Regions from separate parts of the Astyanax mexicanus genome. Here region 1 is linked to region 2. A link is a contact called in public Hi-C data. All regions are on one chromosome and are shown on one strand. Each heading gives the region's core, a stretch centred on a gene start, on an enhancer-like site or on the middle of the called end of the contact. The rest is flanking DNA. Distances are from core to core; before and after follow the strand shown.

Region 1 (6,580 bases), core at 224-2,723, 160 kb before region 2:
CAGACAGTTTAATGTCAGTTGTTATGACTAGCTTAGGAAGAGCTGTTATACCAATAAATCAGGTTTGTGTCAGTTATCTTGACAAGTGTATGCTGGTCAGTAGGTAGAGCAGCTGACATTAAGTGAAGGCCAGTTATAACAATACGTATGGTACGGCAACTGACATAAATTTGTGTACAGGTTTATGCCAGGTGTTGCAACAAGGTATGTTGTAGGTCAATTAAGCAATATGTATTAACTAGCTTATGCAGGCCAGCTGGGTATGACGATTGACAAGTTTATGTCAGTTGTTGTAACTAGCTTGTGTAGGCCAGTTGCAACAATAAGTCAGGTTTATTCAGTAGACGACATGTAAGCTATCTATTATAACAATAGATAAGGCAACTGACATAAATGCTTTCGCAAGTTTATGTCAGTTGTTGTTAGTAGCTTATGTAGGCCAGTTATAAGAATGCATATTGTACGGCAACTGACATAAATGGCTATACAGGTAAATGTCAGTTGTTGTAACTATCTTACGTAGGCTAGGTTTAAGAATACATATTGTATGGCAACTGACATAAATGACTATACAGGTAAATGTCAGTTGTTGTAACCGGCTTCTGTAGGCCAGTTATAACAATACATTTTGCAGGGCAACTGACATATATGACTATACAGGTATATGTCAGTTGTTGTAACCGGCTTACATAGGCCAGTTATAACAATACATTTTGCAGGGCAACTGACATAAATGACTATACAGGTATATGTCAGTTGTTGTAACTGGCTTACGTAGGCTAAGTTTAAAAATACATATTGCAGGGCAACTGACATAAATGACTATACAGGTCTATGCCTGTTGTTGAAACCAGCTTACGTAGGCCAGTTATAAGAATACATATTGTACGGAAACTGACATAAATGTTTATACAGCTTTATGCCAGTTGTAACTATAACAACAGGCACAGCCATGGACATCCTTGCCTTTGTAGGTTAATATTAGATATTATAACTGGCTAACGTTGTAATGATTTGCATGTTTGCTTCATGGCTCCAGCCTTAAAGAGCCACTCCAGGCCGCAGTGTGTAAAACGTTTTCTGTAGAACCTGCAGTGGTATAAGGGCTCCAGCAGGGGGCCCCCACTGATCAGCTCCCACACTGGCTGCAATATATGTGTGTGTGTATACTGTATATGTGGGGGAGTGTGCTCTTGTGCTGGATATGAGTGTGTTTTTTTTTAACTGACCCTGCTTTAGAACAGCTGTCTGGAGCAATTTCTCCTCTCTTCTGCCATCCCGAGGCCTTCGCTCTGCACCGACTCCCCCCATCCATGCCCCTCTCAGTCCAGGAGAGACAGGGGGGAGAGGAATAGAGGAGGAGAGGAGGAGAAAAGGCTCTGTCCCTCCCTTCCTCCGCTGAACACAGCCTGTCCCGGCTCCCTAAGGCCCCCACATACCCATTGGAACTCCCGCCCGCCCACTCGCAGAAGAATGTGGTCTGGGGTGAGAGCATTGAGAGCGTGAAATGGGGCAGAGGGCAGTGACTGAGAGGGAGAGTAAGGGGGGAAAGAGAAAAAGAGACTAGTGTGAAAATATGGCGCTAGAGAGGAGGATGGGAATGGAGCCGGAGGGGGACGTCGACGTTTTGGGGACGGGAACAGCCCACAGAAAATACTCAGCATGTCTGAAGGTTGTGTTTTGTCAAGAGGGGACAAAGGGGAACACACCTGCAGGTTGCGCCTCATGCTTTCGGAACACATACTGGGGGTCTTGTCTGAGGCTCTTGCAGGGGGGGCTCACCGGCATGTGGAGCAGAGAACAAGCACAATAGCCAGGCTTTCAGAAAAGGAGTGGGAGATGAGCGATGGGTGCTAAAGTGAATGGGAGGTCCAGCAGATCACAGACAAAAAATGGCCAAAGTAAAAAGAAAGGCAAACAGATGCAAACACGTGTCCGGTTTGACATAAACATGCATACAGTTTGCAACTGATATTGTTGCAAAGCTGCTTTACAGAAATATGATAGCAGGACAGAGAATTGAACATAGAACATAGAACCTCCAGTCAGCAACAGACGCAAGGAAGAAACCTTAGACGAAATATACTATCAAAGCTAACATATAAGGGGGACCCATCCTCCTCTGGTCAGATAATGATTATGAATGAATGTTAAAAAGTCACTATACAGGGGTTGGACAATGAAACTGAAACACCTGTAATTTTAGTGTGGGAGGTTTCATGGCTAAATTGGAGCAAAATTGAAATTAATTGCACATTGCACCAGTAAGAGCAGAGTGTGAAGGTTCAATTAGCAGGGTAAGAGCACAGTTTTGCTCAAAATATTGCAATGCACACAACATTACGGGCGACATACCAGAGTTCAAAAGAGGACAAATTGTTGGTGCACATCTTGCTGGCGCATCTGTGACCAAGACAGCAAGTCTTGTGATGTATCAAGAGCCACAGTATCCAAGGTAATGTCAGCATACCATCAAAAAGGACGAACCACATCCAACAGGATTAACTGTGGATACTATAAGAGGAAGCTGTCTGAAAGGGATGTTTTTGGGTGCTATCCTGGATTGTATCCAAAAAACATAAAACCACGGCTGCCCAAATCACGGCAGAATTCAATGCGTGCCTCAACTCTCCTGTTTCCACCAGAACTGTCTGTTGGGACAATAAATTATTGTGGTCTTAAACCAGGTGTTTCAGTTTCATTGTCCGACCCCTGTAATGGAATTAGTAAGAAAATTCCTAGTTACAGTTCATGCAAACTTTGATGTAATCAGAAGTGGATAGTGAGCAACTAGTCTGAGGCCGTTGGTATAAACTAGGCGATGGACTGTGATGTAGCTGATCTTTGTTGAGTGATGGGGAAGCCTGGCATCCACAGACTTCTATTACTATCAGACGAGCCCATCAGGTGGGCATTCAATAACACAAAAAAGGTTTGTAAAAGATTTAAGGAATTCGTTTTGACTGTATTCATGGAGAACAGCCAGTAATGTGCAATTGCCTCCAGCAGATCTAAATATTACAGCCTAACTAAAAGGAGAGAGCCAGAAGGTAATATAGACACTGAGGCACCCAAAAACACTGGCATCCACCCACTCCACAGTCAGCAAACCTGAGTGATCACTGAGTGGTACAGTGGGTTGTAGAGGACAACAGCACCAGAATCTCACTTTACCACAATACCCACAATTCCCTATGTCCAAGAACCCTTGGAAAAGCAGCCTTTATCTAAGGAAAACATTAAATACCAAAAGCTAAACTTAACAAATAAGTTTTTAACCTAGACTATGTCAACGGTTGGAAAATCTGTTACAGCTACATAGGTTTACAGTATAACCTAGGTTGTGTAAATGTTGTAACTAGCTAACGTAGGCTAGGTATGGTCTATGTCAGTTGTTATAAAAGGCTACAAACATCATATAACAAATATTCATAGATATATCTCAACATCAATGGGTCATCAACGGTCATCACCATGATCCATAACTCCTTTCACCCAGCTGTTCTGCTCTCAAGGAATAAATACAGTATGTGTGTATGAGTTTGAGCCAGGTGAGCTTTAACAGGAAGTACCTTGAACACACACACACACACACTCGCACGCTCACACGCCCACACACACAGGATATGAGGGTTTAGCTCAGCGTGGGTGTCTTCTGAACTCAGCGTTCACAAGTTGTGGCGCGTGATACTGACAGAGGACTTAATGACCCCTCCACAAACACAGACACACACACACACACATTACGTTCATCACTCAAACTCACAGACTCACTCATGCAGGTGTCTCTGGAGCAGAGCAGAGCCTCTCCTGACGAAGGTATCTTACAGAACAGGGTGGAGTGGGCTTTTACAGAAAAACACACACACACACATATATATACATATATATATATATATATATATATATATATATATATATATATATATATATATATATATATATATATATACTGTAAGATTTCTTTTTTTATTTATCAGTAGTCCTACATTTCTCCTGTGTTTTATTCTACATTTATTGCAGGGGTGAAATGAAGAAATTGATTTATATTAATAAAAGAAATTATGTTGACATGACAAAACATGAAACATGAAACATTGGGAACTTATATTGTCTGTACTGAAATAGAAAATAAAATGTAACGTTTTATTTGCATTTTTCATACCATCTTAATACATTTTCTTATTTAATATTGTAACTTTTCAGGCTAAGCACCAGCTAATATGAAATTATCACATGAATACATAAATACAGCCTAAGATGAGTTCCTAATATACAATATAGCTTAAAAAAGACTTTTATTTGGCAATGCTCATAATTTTCAGAGCCTGTCACACACATCTTATGTGACGTAGATACGTAAATAACAGGAAAAAACCCAAGAAGTTGAACCAGATGAACTGAAGATGATGCAAAATGATAAAAAGGCTGTTTTCGGCTGCAGTAACTTAATGTACAGTGGGACGCCCATGCGCAAATGGAGAAAAGACCCCAATATATATATATATATATGAAAAGCGAATAAAACTTAAAAGTAAAAGTGAGTAAACTTTAAAAGGGCGAATTGGAAAGGACCATCCGCGCACTCTGTTATCTGTGGTTACTTAAAATCTTTTGTACAGCATTAGCCAGCGAGGAGAATTCTTATCTAGGCATCAGATGAACTCCAAGCATGAGGTCAGGCTTTGTTTCTGCCACTCTCTGGGTCAAGAGGTCAAACGAAAGTACGTACAGTATTTGCTTGCGGTGTAAAACTCGACCGGGCTCGACAGATGGTGTGTTGTTTCTCTGATCTCTCGTCTCTGCCTCTGAGAGTCGCTGGCGTTTCCTCGTTGCCGGTGACGCACGTGTTGACACAGGTAAGTGATAGGCTACTCATTCCCGTCAGACAGGTGACAGAAGTCTGCATTTCTGACGACCGCATCAACCAACCTTCCTGAAAAGCCGCCTAGTCATTCAGGCTTCAGGCCTAAACGTTCCCGGTAGTAGACTAGCTGCTGCAGATAAGCCGGAGGACGCGCTGCCGGAAAATATGACTGGAAAGTTACTCAGCCAACCGGACGACTCACGCAAACACGTGGAAAAAGGTGCACCTCTTGATTCATGCTGTTTGGTGAATGCAAGCAGTCTTAACACCTGTATGTGCTTTAGGATGTGTGTCATTAGCCTGGATTTATGAGTCAGTATGTGAAGCTGCCTTGATGTCCTCATCATCATTCTCCCCTCTTTAACTAATGCAGTCTTTTTAGCAGCTGATTTAATTACTGAAACTGTGGTCATATTATAAAAATGTCAATCTTAATCCATCATGTTGAGTAACTATTATGAATCAATCAGTCAATCAATCAATCAACCTTTATTTTGAGATTGACATTGAGGATTGACATGACAAAGAAATTGATAGATAAATTTAATTATTTTAAACATAACAGTAAATAAAATATAAAAATAGACAAACAATAAAAATAGAATTAGAATAAAATAAAAAAAGTAATTTAACGCACCACTAAATTTAATTATTTTAAAAATAACAATAAATAAAACTCAAAAATAGAATTGGAATAAAATAAAAAAGTAATTTAACGCACCACAAAATTTATTTATTTTAAAATAACAGTAAATAAAATATAAAAATAGACAAACAGTAAAAATAGAATTAGAATAAAATAAAAAAGTAATTTAACGCACCACTAAATTTATTTATTTTAAAATAACAGTAAATAAAATATAAAAATAGACAAACAGTAAAAATAGAATTAGAATAAAATAAAAAAGTAATTTAACGCACCACTAAATTTATTTATTTTAAAATAACAGTAAATAAAATATAAAAATAGACAAACAGTAAAAATAGAATTAGAATAAAATAAAAAAGTAATTTAACGCACCACTAAATTTAATTATTTTAAAAATAACAGTAAATAAAACATATAAATAGACAAACAATAAAAATAGAATTAAAATAAAAGAAAAGAAAAGAAATTAACGCACCACTTAATTTAATTATTAAAAAAAACAGTAAATAAAACATAAAAATAGATAAACAATAAAATAGAATTATAGAACAAAATAAAAAAAATCATTTAAATTGATAAACAATTTAGATAAAAAAACAAGATTAATACAACAAAAAAAAATAAGAGTTAAAATGAGCTAAAACTAACTTTTACATAATACAATAAAATACAAATAAATAAATGAACATAAAAGCAAAAAAAAAAAGCAATCATACAGTAAGTAATAGTGGTATGTTGTAAAAAGTAAAAGTTTTAGAATAAAACATTTGTGCCTCAAACTATCAGCTTTAGAATCATGTTGATGGATACTAGTTTTTGTCATTTCCAGTCCAGACCAAAACGATGCTACTGCACTGTGTAACTTTGGTGGACCTGAACAGGAACGTCTCTAGAACTGCATGGTGGGGGGGGGGGGGGGGTGGGGGTGTGCTGGAAACTCTTGCGGTGCTTGCACCCTCTGCGGTGGGGTGTCGCCTGATCACCCTAATGAAGAAACCGCCACTGAAAAAAAAAACACTAAGAAAAAAACCCTTCCATCTGTTTTCTGTAAGTCATCACAATAA
Region 2 (6,255 bases), core at 3,613-6,112:
TCACACTACAGGACAATATCTACAAAAACAGAGGCTTAAAAAAAATCTGCTCGCCAGGTTTTACTTTTCTGCAGCAATTCGACTCTGGAAGCATATGGTTGCCTTCAAAGAGGACTGGGGTCTTATTGAAGTGGGTGCTAGGTGGAGCTTGCCCTGGCTTGTCTCAGCTCAGAGATGTTGCCAGGAAACTGGAGGGTGTTTCTTAAAATATGCATGCTAAGTGTGTTGAGGTTTACACCTTTGAGTTTGTCCACACACACACACACACTATCCAGCGCAAACGTCGCTTATCTAACATACATAAACAACTTCTTACCTGCGTTTCCGTCAGACTCTCCAAGGCCTGCATCACAGACTGCTCGGGTCTCGACGTCTGAGACTTAGAAAAGGAAAGAGAAAGGAGAGTCAGTCAGTTTCTCCGGAGGTGCGTTTTTCAGATGGGTGTCAAAATATCTGCTGCATGAGGTCAGCGGAATCATTACCATAAGGCCTGCTTCGACTGTCGGGACAAGAGTCAACTTGCTCCCGTCTGTAATGCCCAAGTCCTGAAGTTTCCCTGAACTCAGGCGCCTGCAGAGAAGACGAAAACTCGAGTAAGCTTTCGGAGCCCGCTGGCAGTCTTATAAGATGAAAATAAAATCATCATCAAAGTTTCATTACATTTTTCCACTTTAGCTACATGCCACTTTAGCCAAATGTCTCAAACATGACAAACTTATTTTTTTTGTTTGTCATTGTGTACTAATCACTTACGTGCATGATATACTGTAAACAATGTACTCAGTGACTAGTAGATAGCTCTATCAAAGCAAGAGTATGACTCCTTAGTTAGCTTATCTACAACTCTCCCATGCAAATGCAGCCAGTCAGCTGCCAGATACAGTTTCTGTTGATTTTATTTATGGTTATGAAACTTGAATGCAGCAGCACTTGGGCTTAAAATAACATTTGTGATTAAAATAGCACAAAACAGCAAAAATAACACTAACAGTGTTTGTGTGTTAATATGTACAATAAAGCCTACAGCTTACATTACACTAAGGCAGCTTGTTAGGCAGCAAGCAGGGCAACCCCCTCCAAAGTGCTGATGTACATTGTAATCATACAGACTTGTGCTAGGGCTAGCTAAATAGCTAAATGTCACCTCCTACTGAACAAAGGGGCTGACTGGCTGGCTGCATAGCCTACAGGCACCCAAAACCGTCTTCAAGAAGAAGACATTGAGCAGAAGCCCATGATGTAATTTGGTGGAGGCGATTACTCGAGGAGGTCGTTAAATTGGCCCAATTCAAATGAAAAACAATGCAACTGTTAGGGGTCATTTGCAAGTGACAAAGAGGGCTCTCTCTCGCTCTCCTCCCAGCTTTGCCACCTTTGTGTTATTGTTAGGCGGAGTGGAGAGCTTGGTGAAACTAACATTGCCCTTTTCAACATTAAGGAGGAATATTCTAGTGTGGCATTGTGTGGCTCGGTAGGGGAACATTTATTGTCTTGCTTCTGCTTTAAAAATGACATCTGCTAATCCAGCCAGGCAGGCTAAGCTAAACCTACAGTAAGTCTAAATAATTGGGGTTGGGGTTGTAACCAGATCAAGGAGGGTTTTTCAGTGCGCAGAATTGAATATTTTTGGATTAGGCCCTGGATTAGGCATGAATTCATAAATTTCTAGGTTTGGATAGAGAATGTTAGGTGATAAAGGCTATGAATGTTAAAAATTTAAACATGGACACAGTGAGGGGGGTAGGTTACCAAGTTAGGCAGAAAAAAGCGCTCCATTTATAATAAAGCTAACATTTTCTATCTACCTTAAGTACGTTAACTAGTTAGTTAACTATGTGAGCAAAAGAAACGTAGCTAGCTGCTAACTAGGTTAGCTAGTAAGTACGTCTTTGGAACGCTTACATAGGAAATGGGGGAATTGGCAACATAGACTAAAAGGTTTAATGGAAGGGGGCAGTGCTTTGTTCTATTGGATGCATGCAGTAAATAATGGTTGGACAGCCTCAGAGAGCTTAAAGGCTAAACATGGCCCCTGTATTAACATGCCAGAAGGTTCCTTCCCTGACCTATTTACCTTTAAAACAGCAGGGGGTGGAAAATAGAACAGAAAAAAGAAGAGAGAGAGAAGACATGCACAACTACGTAGCTGAACGTATATACTCACGTCTCTTTGTGCAGCAGAGCTAGTCTCTCTTTGGGGACCTTCAGTCTCTGGGACAGTCTTCTTTTCAGCCCCTCCACAGTCTCCTCGGCCGGCAGGGAGAGCTCGAAGCGCGTTCCCGTGGTGGACTGGATTTGCAGGCTGATGGGAGGCTCTCCCGGGACGGCCTCGCAGGACGGGGCTCCGCGGCTCGGGCAGCTCCGTGCGCTTGGCTGCTGCTCCATTCGGTAGCCTGCGCGTGTAACGGGGGGAGGCGAGGCGAGAGAAAGAGAGAGGATAAGAAAGAGGGAGAGAAAGCAAGTCCGTTTGTATATGCTGGGTAGCTACCAGGGACGGTGCTTTTCTGATAACACCGTGCGTTAATGCTCCGTTCCGCCGCTCCAGTGGGACCAGAAAGCCAAGAGCGAGTTAGATAGCTAGGGCAGCATTCCCAGGAATCACCAGGAGCACGCAAATCAATCCCTGTTCCCTTTCCGAGCGTCCAAAAACAGACGATCCACGTCGATCAAACAAAGCTCGTATTTGTATTATGCCTATAAACACGATGAACGCGCGCACCCGGCGCAGACAAACAAACCGCACATCGCGCGCACCGGACTGTCCTTTACAACGCTGCTCGCTTTCGATTCGCCAGACAGAGAGCAAGAAGAGCGCAAGCTTCACACCCGGCCAGACCCCGTGCTCCTCCAGCCAGCGCGCAGCTCTCCGATCCTACAGCATCAGAATGAGCTTCTTTAACCCGCCCCCACTTTACAACACACCGCCAGCGCGTTACGACTCCACCCACACCCTCCTGCCCCGCCGACCAATCAGGTCAGAACCAGTCGAAGACGTCGGTACTTTAGGCCAATCGGAAAGAGACGTGGACACCCACGTGGAGGATATGCCCCGCCCACACCACCTTCCCCCTCCGATTTGAAGCGAGTCTTTTACCCTCATGGAGGACGAATCGCGTCAGAGTGGGAGGGGCGTGAGCGGCTTCGACACAGGCACTGACCCGCCCTCTACTGTCCTAAGACCATTCATAATGCAGAACTGCTACCATAACAAAAGGGCCTCATCAACGGGTTGTGCACTGCTGCGACCACTAACATATAGCTAGCATATCAGAAATCCATGAAGCACCTATACAGGAGTGCGTACAGAATTCCACGTAGTATTTAACAGCATCCATAGAGCTTCTATACAAGACAAAATTCATATAGACATCCATTAAGGGGGCTTATACATTATTCATACAGAATTACATACAGAACCCATGCAGCATTTACACAGCAGCCATACATGCAATAAATATTTATATATTTTTTCAACCCCTGTTCATTGCAAATGCTCAGCTACACTAAGCCACAATAAGGGTCACCTTTAATGTACTGAGAAAACGGACTGATGTATCGATGGATTGATCAATTGATTAATGGAAGCAAAACAGTAAATTATATTGCATGGCTGCTTTTTTTTCGTAGGGGTTAAAACAGATACTACACCGCCCACTAGTGGTGAACACAGGCATGTGCTGTTACTAAAGCTGTCATAAACCCAGTTTATATAGCCAGTGCATCGTTTTCTGACGTTCTGTCAAGCAGAAAACATTATAAACAACGTTTAAAGACCAATTTCGTCGTCATCTCTAAATAAAGAGTGATCAGGTGTTCATAAGTAACTTAGGTTGCATGGGCTATCCTTAGCCAAAAACACAAGCTAGTATAGCATATGACAGTGCCTGAACAGAAAGCCAGATAAGCTAGATATAACTACAAACTGTCGAGATTAACATTTAGCTGGTTAACAGCTAGTTAGTTAGCAACGGTGGTAAATTATATAACGTTAACGTTACATAGAAAAGGGTCAAATTACTATTTAACAGTTAATTTAACGTAGTTAGCTAACACTAGCTCATTTATAACAATAACGTTACACATGGGAAGGAAACCACAACACAATACCACAGCAGTAGTTAGCTAACTGTGCTAGCTAGCTTTAGTTAATAAGGATAAACAGTTCAAATTAGCTCACTAGCGTACCGGTTAGTTAACTGGCTCAAATAAAGAAGCGTTAGCACGGTTGGCTAGCTTAATAGCTAACGTTAACTAGTTAATCTAGATAACATAGCTAGCAGATAACCTAACCTGTTTTAGCTAGCGTTAGCTATTTAAATTACCTTCAATGTATTTAGTTAGTTAGCTATGAAATGTAGCTTAGCTATGATATTTAACGTTATGGCATTTTTAATAAGGTCTAATCACGTCTGTGGCAATTTCAGGTCGATAAAGTAGGTTAACTTAAATATTCTAGTTCTGGTTACGCTGGATTTTTACATTTTGGACATCAATTTGATATTGACTTCAGCAAAAAAGAAAACAGTTCTAAATTCTAGGCTCATATAATAGTATAACTTAGCTAGTAACTAGTTGAAATGTATATCCCGGTATCTAAATCAAGTAACGTTAACGTCATGATACATACCAATAATAGTGGCGAAAATCTCAAAGTTCCGCGATAAAGTTCCACAATCCTCAAAATTCCCCAGTTTTGGCATGTACTGAGTAGAAATCTGCTCTAGAACAACCAGCAATGATCCAAAGCAGCGATCCACGTTATAGTCCACAGCCTCTCAGAACCAGAGCCAGACTGCTGCTGAGGGAGCTGGGTCGACTCCTTTTTACCAGCCGTTCTGAGAGCCGGTTCGACTCTCAGTGATTTAGCCGAGCTTAACGCTGAAGCTGGAGGTAATGCAGCTCCGGCCGGGTGGGTGGGGAGTGGGTGGAGTGTCGGCGTTAGCTGCTGCGGTGTGACTGAGTGTTAAGGTGGAGAGTTCAAATAGACGATACACAATGACTGTATTAGCCTGTATTTACAATGACTTAAGGCTTTGAGTTATTAAATCAAATCAGGTCACACAAACACACAGAGACTCATACACACACACTCATACACATTTATATACAGTAATATTCAAACGTTTAGACACACAACTTCTCATTTAATGTTTTTTTTTTATTTTTGGTTTTCTAAATGGAAGATTAATATTGACAACATCAAAATTGTGAAAAATGCATATGCAATTATGAAGTGAACAAAAAATGGTTTAACAAGCCATATGTCTTCAAAAAAACACCTGTTGCATTGATGCCAACTCTTGGCATTATTCTCTTCTCTGCTTTTTATAGTAGAACCTGGAATGGTTCTCCAACTGTCCTAAAGGTGTTCCTAGAGGTGCTGAGCAGCTGTTAACTGCTTTTCCTTGACTATGTCAGGTGTTTGTGAAGGCAAGTTTTTTCTACTACCCACTTTTTTCTACTTCCACTACTGTTATATGGGTTCCATTTATACTGTCATTCCATCTCAATCACCATCAATATTGCACTATTGTCTTCCGTCTTACGTATGTTTATTGTGTCTTGTTGTATTGTACATATAGTGTCTCCCACTCTTTTAGATTATATATCTTATTTCTTTTTGCTTATATTTATATATCTATTTCTCCCCCACACTACTGCACCTTGTTTCTGTCTCATGTATGTCTATTTGTGTCCCTGCTGTATTGTACACATAGTGTCTCCCATTCTTTCTTTTATTATATCTATTATCTGTACTTGCTGTAAAATTGGGAAGGAGAGTAACTTAATTTCAATTCTCTGTATGTCCTGTACATATGCAGCATTGGCAATAAAACTACTTTACTTGACCAATTGTCTATGTGTTCTTTTGTCGTTTTTAAATCTTCAATATTATTCTACAATGTAGTAAATAATACAAACTGAACAAATATTAATAAGAATATTCTATCTTGACTGGCACTTTATATACATATAAATATGCATATGTAACGGATCGATTTCTCATGTTGGTCCCACAAATGGATGTCCCGGATTGACCCCATCAGGCTCAGTGATAGCCTGGCCCCGTCTGGGTTGTACACTGCAAATGCACATATGCTGTTTGCCTAGATGGGAACAGTGTCAGTTTAAAAGTGGGCTGTAAATAAATATATATATATATATATATATATATATACTGTCCCTGGGTGTCTATATTTTTGCACACTGGTGTCTATATTTCTATACACCACATATACAAACATACAGAAAAAT

The links. Hi-C and Micro-C count contacts between places; a contact is called where the count stands out from the background.
Region 1: a Hi-C map of muscle shows a contact between it and region 2, with 9 times the contacts expected there. The contact joins the enhancer-like site here to the promoter of midn in region 2. A contact is called at or near these places in 2 of 3 Hi-C or Micro-C datasets (both in muscle).

What each region holds. Positions count from the first base shown.
Region 1 is chr16:13,727,619-13,734,198 of AstMex3_surface, reverse strand. No RefSeq gene overlaps it. Among protein-coding and RNA genes, the nearest start is that of cirbpb, 22 kb to the left of the region's middle. Within about 2 kb of position 1,473, the one cell type or tissue checked has an H3K27ac peak away from gene starts, as active enhancers do.
Region 2 is chr16:13,573,241-13,579,495 of AstMex3_surface, reverse strand. midn (midnolin) reads right to left here and starts at 4,862. Exons shown (of 8, transcript XM_007252620.4): 1 at 4,628-4,862; 2 at 2,165-2,393; 3 at 483-570; 4 at 317-379. The coding sequence starts at 4,700.